Regions from separate parts of the Sus scrofa genome. Here region 1 is linked to region 2. The links are chromatin contacts, called in public Hi-C maps. All regions are on one chromosome and are shown on one strand. Each heading gives the region's core, a stretch centred on a gene start, on an enhancer-like site or on the middle of the called end of the contact. The rest is flanking DNA. Distances are from core to core; before and after follow the strand shown.

What was found. Hi-C and Micro-C count contacts between places; a contact is called where the count stands out from the background.
Region 1: a contact with region 2 is called in a Hi-C map of fetal liver, with 2.6 times the contacts expected there. The contact joins two enhancer-like sites. A contact is called at or near these places in 2 of 5 promoter capture datasets (fetal liver and liver), 33 of 47 Hi-C or Micro-C datasets (adipose tissue, alveolar macrophages, blood and 15 more) and 2 of 2 datasets of contacts at active chromatin or transcription factors (alveolar macrophages and skeletal muscle).

The regions. Positions count from the first base shown.
Region 1 is chr2:14,744,745-14,748,627 of Sscrofa11.1, forward strand. No RefSeq gene overlaps it. Among named protein-coding and RNA genes, the nearest start is that of PTPRJ, 22 kb to the left of the region's middle. Within about 2 kb of position 1,732, at least 24 of the 83 cell types and tissues checked have an H3K27ac peak or open chromatin away from gene starts, as enhancers often do. A contact at or near this core is called in alveolar macrophages and fetal liver, where this site is marked.
Region 2 is chr2:14,602,832-14,606,300 of Sscrofa11.1, forward strand. It overlaps PTPRJ (receptor-type tyrosine-protein phosphatase eta), which reads right to left. Exons shown (of 25, transcript XM_021083062.1): 2 at 1,889-1,913. Among named protein-coding and RNA genes, the nearest start is that of TRNAE-UUC, 72 kb to the right of the region's middle. Within about 2 kb of position 1,945, at least 45 of the 83 cell types and tissues checked have an H3K27ac peak or open chromatin away from gene starts, as enhancers often do. A contact at or near this core is called in alveolar macrophages and fetal liver, where this site is marked.

The DNA of each region.
Region 1 (3,883 bases), core at 482-2,981, 140 kb after region 2:
TAAGCCAGGAGGAAAGGAGACCCATTGGTAGGGTGTCTACTCCAAGAAAGTATCGTGAGGCAACCTGGCTAGATCACACAAGAAGCCCAGGGAGGGAGTTCCTGCTGTGGCACAGTGGGTTAAGGATCCAGCATTGCCACAGCTATAGCGTAGGAAGTAGCTGAGGCTTGAATTTGATCCTTGGCCTGGGAACTCCTATGTGCCACTGGTGCAGCCATTAAAGAAGAAGGTGGGGGGCAGGGGGAGGAGGAGCACAGGGAGGAAAAGTTTTGCAAAAGCAGAGGAAATGCTAGCTAGACAGAAGCAACTTATGTGCACATCAGAACTGGGAAACAGGGGGGTGAAGGCCAGGAAAAGAGGTGAATCAGGACAGTTGGAAAAGGCATGGACCGCATGGAGAGGACCAGCCAGCTGTAGGTTCCTGGAACATACAGCTCTCTTCTAAGGATGTTCTGCAGCAGAGGTTCAGCAAATACAGAGGAAGCTTGGTGAGCAAGGAGCAGGATCTCACCACACAGACGGTCTGAGTTCTTCCCACGGGGTTTGTTCATCTCTGTTCTTCAAGCTCCAGCGTGACCCTAAGCCAAAGCAACACAGGTGCAGTGCCTCTGGAGCACCAAGGAGAAGCATGCCAGAAAACCTTTGGTGGTTCCTGCCACAATTCATGGTCTGGTCCCACTGTCCCCTCCACAATTCATGGTCTGGTCCCACTGTCCCCTCCAGCTTCATCTGTGGCTGTTTCTCCTCCTCCATCCTTTGGCTCCAGCTCCTCAGAGCTCCCTAAATCCAGCCTGCACTTGCGTGACTCCAGCATGTGATTCCCAATGTCCTTCCTGCCCTAGGTGTGACCTCTCTGAACCTCTGCCGTCTTTTCTATAAGTTAGGAAGCCCCTCCCCTACTAGATGTTGTGAGAATGATGAAGACGAGATAAACCATGTTAAGTGCTCTGGTGTATAGTAAGCCCTCAATACTCACTAATTGCTTTGTTGTTGTTTGGGTTTTTTTTTTTTTTTTCTCCTTTTCTTGGAAATTCCCAGGCCAGTGTTCAGATCCAAGCCTCAGTTGCAACCTATGCTGCAGCTGCAGCTGCAGAGACAAACCAGATGCCTAAACTATTGTGCAGAGCCGGGAATCGAACATGCATCCCAGTACTCCAGGGACACCACAGATCCCATTGTGCCACATCGAGAACTCTGTGCTTGCTGTTATTATTCACCAATCTCTGTTCTGAAATCTTAGCAAATGTGATTGACATGGTCTCGTGCTTATGCATTCCCTCCTTGCTGTATTCCTGAGTGAGCATGTCAGGAGGGTGAGCCTCTTGATGTGTGCGGCTGCCTTTTGCATCTTTTTCTCTGCTTCGGCCTGGCCAGCACACAGCTTGTTCTTGAAGAGTTCACCTGAGATGAAAGACAGACAGCCGTACAGGGGACAGACGTGTCCATCCAGGACACGGTGGAAATGCAGAGCTACAGCGGGCAGAATGTCCACCTCCAGGGTTGTCCCCTCCTGCTGGCGGTGGGGCCACACCAGGAAATGGAGCCCACTCACAGTTCCACAACAGGGCTCTTAGGAAAGTCAGGCGAATTCGTCCACCAAAGATGTGTGGTTAAGGCTCGCCGCCAGGCATCTCCCCCAAAAGGCAGGAACCTGCCAATGAGAGGAGGTGAGGCCTGAGTGCCACTGCCTCCCTTCACGGCCCATCAGCAGTGACTCAGCAGGAAGCCAGCCAAGGCCTGAGTCACTCCCTCCCCTACCACCACACCCAGGGTTTTCCTCCAGGGCTTGGAAGGCTGCTTATAGCTGGAGGTGTAAATCCTCCATACCTGGGTCTCCCCAGGCCTATGAAATCATGCTTTAACCTAGCTTAGTATTTACAAGCACATGTTCTGGAGTTAGGCTGCTTAGGTAGAAGCCTGGTTCTGCCTCTTATTTAACCCGCAGCAGGTTTCTTACATTCTCTAGCCACAGTTTGACCATCTGTACATGGGCAATACAGTACCTCTCTCAGAGAAGTGACTTAGAACGGTACCCGGTGAGTTGACAGGGCTCCTCTAACACCCAGGGCCTTTGCTCATGCTACCTTTTTTTTTTTTTTTTTTTTTTGCTTTGCTTTGCTTTGCTTTTTAGGCCGCAGGAGCAGCATACGGAAGTTTCCAAGCTAGAGGTCAAATCAGAGCTACAGCTGCTAGCCTACACCACTGCCACAGCAATGCAGGATCTGAGCCGAGTCCATGACCTACACTACAGCTCACGGCAACACCAGATCTTCAACCACTGAGCGAGGATATTAGTCAGATTCATTTCCAATACGTCATAGCGGGAACTCCTGTACACGCTAATTTCTTTGCCTAGAATGTCTTCGCCCCAGATGGATGTGCAGCTCCCCCTACTTAATTCGGGTCTTTACTAAATGTTCATTTTCTCAGTGAAGCCTTTGATGGTCACCCTTTCTAACACCTCCTGTTCTGATACTTCTTTTTTTTTTTTTTCTGTCTTTTTCCCTTTTCTGGGGCCGCTCCCACGGCATATGGAGGTTCCCAGGCTAGGGGTCGAATTGGAGCTGTAGCTGCTGGCCTACACCAGAGCCACAGCAACGCGGGATCCAAGCCGAGTCTGCAACCTACACCACAGCTCATAGCAATGCCAGATCCTTAACCCACTGTGCGAGGCAGGGATTGAACCTGCAACCTCATGGTTCCTAGTCGGATTCATTAACCACTGAGCCCACAATGGGAACTCCCTGTTCTGATACTTCTTACCTTCTTCCCACTTTTTCTCCTTAGTTCTCATCACCATCTATTGCACCATGCATTTCCATCATGTATCTTCTCTATTGTCTCCCCCTCTCCAGCCAAACCAGAATTCAAGTTCCATGTTTGTCTGTTTACTTTCTTTAATTAAAAAAAAAGTTTTTTTCTTTTTTTGCATCTCCCCCCCCATGGCACATGGAGTTCCGGACCAGGGAACAGAATCAGAGCCACAGTTGCAACCTACACCACAGGTGTGGAAATGCTGTATCCTTAACCCCCTGTGCCAGCCCGGGATTGAAGCTGTATCCCAGCACTGCAGAGACAGGGCCAATCCCATTTCACCACAGCAAGAACTCCTGTCTGTTTTCTTCGCTATTGTATTCCCAAGACCCAGGAAAGTGCTGACACATAGCAGCTCTCAATAAACATGTAGAATGAATGGAAATGAATGTCAGCTTATTCACCATTATTTATCACCAATTATTATGGTCATCAATAAGATCACCTGTAAAGATCACCCCTATTATTCCCATTACAGTGAGAATCAGAGAAAAGTTCAGTTAAAAACCATAACAGATTCTGCAAATCTGCCTTTGGTTCATTTATCCTTGAATAAATAGACTCTCAAATCATGGAGACAGGCACTGTTAGGGTGGAAAACTCTGTTAGCCAGAGGGCTGGGCAGATGGCCGGTAATGTAAATACATAAACCCTGTGGGGCCAATAAGGAGGGGTGAGAACCCAGGAAGTTGGGAGGCAATCCCCAACTAAAGGCATTTAAATTCAAATTGAAAAATAATCTCTGCTAACTGAACACATCTCTAAGCTGCCTTTCCTGGTTCCGGACTCTAATTGTAAATTATCTTATCACCCACTTGATCTTCCGGATTTTAAAATATCCAAATATTGACAGGACCCACTGCCCTGACAGGAAGACTCCAGGTGGGCTTCACAGGTCTAATGACGTGTTCCAATCTCAGCTACCCGATTGTGGGCTGCTTTGTTGCCCTTGCAACTCTGCCAGTGTTCAGCCAGGGACAGCTCACCGGTAAATTCCCAAAGCCCAGCAGAGCTGGAGTGAATTAATGCATGACCGGACAGCTCAGACCAGTTGGCTCAAGGGCCCCCA
Region 2 (3,469 bases), core at 695-3,194:
GACAGACCAAAGCTACCTATTTTTTTCCCCAAAAGCTACATGAAAAATGACAAAATGCTATTAATTTTATTTCTTTTAAAAACAAATTATAATAAAAAAAATTAGCAAGGACATGGAGTTCCTGTCCTGGTGCAGTGGAAACGAATCCAACTAGGAACTATGAGGTTGCGGTTCGATTCCTGGCCTGGCACAGTGGGTTAAGGATCCAGCGTTGCCGTGAGCGTGCTGTAGGTCAAGACGTGGCTCAGATCTGATGTTGCTATGGCTGTGGTGTAGGGCAGAAGCTGTAGCTCTGATTAGATCCCTAGCTTGGGAACCTCCATATGCTGCGGGTGCAGCCCCAAAAAGCAAAAAGCAGCAGAAAAAAAAAATTAGTAAGGACAAAATCCCAGAATAAACAGTGCTTTCAACTGAATATATTTAGTTTCATTAAAGTTACTATACCCACTGTAGCACAGTGGGTTAAGAATCCAACTCTGGGAATTTCTGTCGTGGCTCAGCAGAGCTGTGTTGTAGGCCAGCAGCTACAGCTCCTATTCGACCCCTAGCCTGGGAACCTCCATATGCCACAAGTGTGGCCCTAAAAAGCCCCCCCAACCCCCAAAAAGGAGTTCCCATCATGAGCATCATTACTGAGCAGGTAACGATCCCTGGCCCTGCTCAGTGGGTTAAGGGTCCTGTGTTACCATGAGCTGTGGCTGTGGTATAGGCCGCCAGCAGTTGTAAACAGCTCCAATTAGACCCCTAGCCTGGGAATTTCCACATGCCACAGGTAGGGCTATAAAAAAACAAAACAGTAGCAGCTCTGGTTGCTGCAGAGGCTCAGGTTCCACCCCCAGCCCTGCACAGAAGGTGAGACTCCGGTGTTGCCTCAGCTGCAGTGTGGGTCACAGCTGCTGCTCGATTCAATCCCTGGCCTGGAAACATCCATAGGCTGAAAGTGAAGCCAAAAAAAAAAAAAAAAAAAAGTTACAGCACTGTCCTTATTTTTCTCGTTTTACTATAGATCCAGGAGGATGTCAATGGACCAGCACTAGTTAGCAACTGAGACTCAGCCCTTCACAATGAAGCAAAACACGCAAGAGGCTACATCTGGCTTCCCAAAGCTTATACACACGCCTGACGTCACTTTAAAAATCACAGGGCAATGCAGCAACCAAAAAAAAAAAAAAAAGAAAGAAAGAAAAAAAGGAAACAAAGAAAGAAACTTATGGGATAACAGTACACGAAATAAATATAAATCTTGAAAACTCAGCCTTTTTTTTTTTAATCACCCACCTATGTAAAGGAAGAAAATCACAGAAAAAAATTATTTTTAATTTGTCGGGACTGCACAATTGATTGAATTTTTTCTCTCACTTGCTGTTTCCACCCTCATCACACCTCTAAAGAAAAACCAGGGGAGAGGAGGGAGTGGGATGGATGGGGAGTTTGAGGTTGGTAGGTGCAAACTATTACATCTAGAACGGATAAGCAATGAGGTCTTACTACTGTACAGCTCAGGGAACTATATCCAGTCTCTTGGGATTGAACATGATGGAAGATAGTATGAGAAAAAGAACATATATATATGTATGACTGGGTCACTACGCTGTACAGCAGAAATTGGCATAACATTATAAATCAACTATACTTTAATAAAAAAAAAATTTTTTTTAAAGCTAAAAAATAAAAATTTGATATTTCCCTTGCATTAGATATTCCTGTGGGTCATATAATAAAATAAAGATTAAACATATATTTAAAGATAGAAAAACTGGAAACTAAGCAGGTTTTAGCCAATGTTAGTTAGCATTTTCTGTGATTTTTCACATGGCTGTTAGTGTCGCTGCGTCCAGCAGGGGGCAGTAGCGAACAACACAAGCGTGGCGTGGGAAGAGGTACTTACAGTCCTCGGCGGCGGCGCACAGGTTCTGAAACGGAAAAAGAAAACGGAAGTCAGCAGATTCATTCAGACATGGCAAATGCAAACCAGAAATAAAGCAGTTGAGAACGTAAGAACTGGGGCGGCGTGCTAAGACGTACATTAAGCAGAGGCCTGCTGGCCAAGGATAGGGTGTGGGGCCACTGGAGAGGGGAATTCGGTGTAAGCGCAGGTCAATTACAAACAATGGACTGACTCGGTTGTAGAGAAACAAAACAGCTGTTAGCCACCAGGTGTTTTTTCCCACAGAAACATCCGACACCAGCAGCCTCCTAGGTCAACACCCCTACCTGTCTCTACCCTGTGCACTGAGGCAGAAGGACAGTGAAATACAAGTTGAGGTTCTCTGGGTCAGAAAGAACAGCAGGACCATCACCCCAACTCCCTTCCCCAGAGGCACTTCAGGTCCAGAACGGAGGGCGTCAAGCCAGACGAGCGACAGAAGAAACCCACCGAGTTTGAGACTTTCATTGTGAAAAAATTCATCTTCTATCAATAGGTGGCAGTAATAATTTTTTAATCATATGGCAAACAGCTTTGAGAAGAATAAATGTTTGAACCAGAGGGAACTTAAAGAGGGTACAGTGGACCATGTCTCAATCTGCCATCTCTGGATCCCTGGGGGGTCCTCAAAGATAGGTATCGTGATCCATAAATTATTTCCCCATATTTTAAAAGCCGAAAATAATTCAAGACCATTCGTTCTATTGTTTAGTAAACACGCCTTTTTGGTTACTAGGCTGTTTCAAAGTATGGTCCTTTTAAAGAGGAAAAGAATCAAAAAGGATACCAGTGGGGGGAAAAAAATGTCCTCCAACCTCCCATCACACTTAGAATAAAAATGCAAAACTCTTCACCACAGCCTGGGTGGCCCCTCTGTGCTCATCACCTCTCACGCCCCTTCCTTTGCATTGCGCTCAAAGCTGGTTCTCCCTTGGAGCCTTTACTAATCGATTTCCTTCTCCAAAGATACTCTGCCCCCACACCTTGCCAGATCGTGGCCTGAAAGGCCACCTCTTTCCAGAGTCCTTTATCCCAACCCACCAATGGAAATCAGCCCCACTCACTCTCTATCACATCACTAGTGTTTCCTCCCAGCATTCACCTCAATTAGCATCCACCTCCTCCAGCTGAAAAGTACACTCCATGAGAACAGAAACCTGTTGGTGCACACAGTAGGCTCTCCATAAGTGCCCGTGAAGGAAAAAATGAGCTTCTCGTTTTGTAGAAGGGGCAATCCTTAAGGCCCAGAGAAGGGAAAAAGACTTGCCCCAGGTCCCACAGCAAGGCCAAGGCCAAGACCAAGGCTGGTCTGGTCCAGGGGCCCAGCCCAGCATTCCTTCCACTTATCCTGCCACTTTGCATGTATGAAATGGAGATGACAAGGACAACATCCATACTCATACTCATGGGTTAGGTGGACAGGAGGAGGCGCCTGTCCCCTGTCCCCGTCTCCTAGTGACCCAGACACCAGTACTCTTCCTCTCCCCGCTCCCTGAAAGCCGGGGGGAAGAGGACACAAGCCCTGTTGACTCTCCTTTCCTA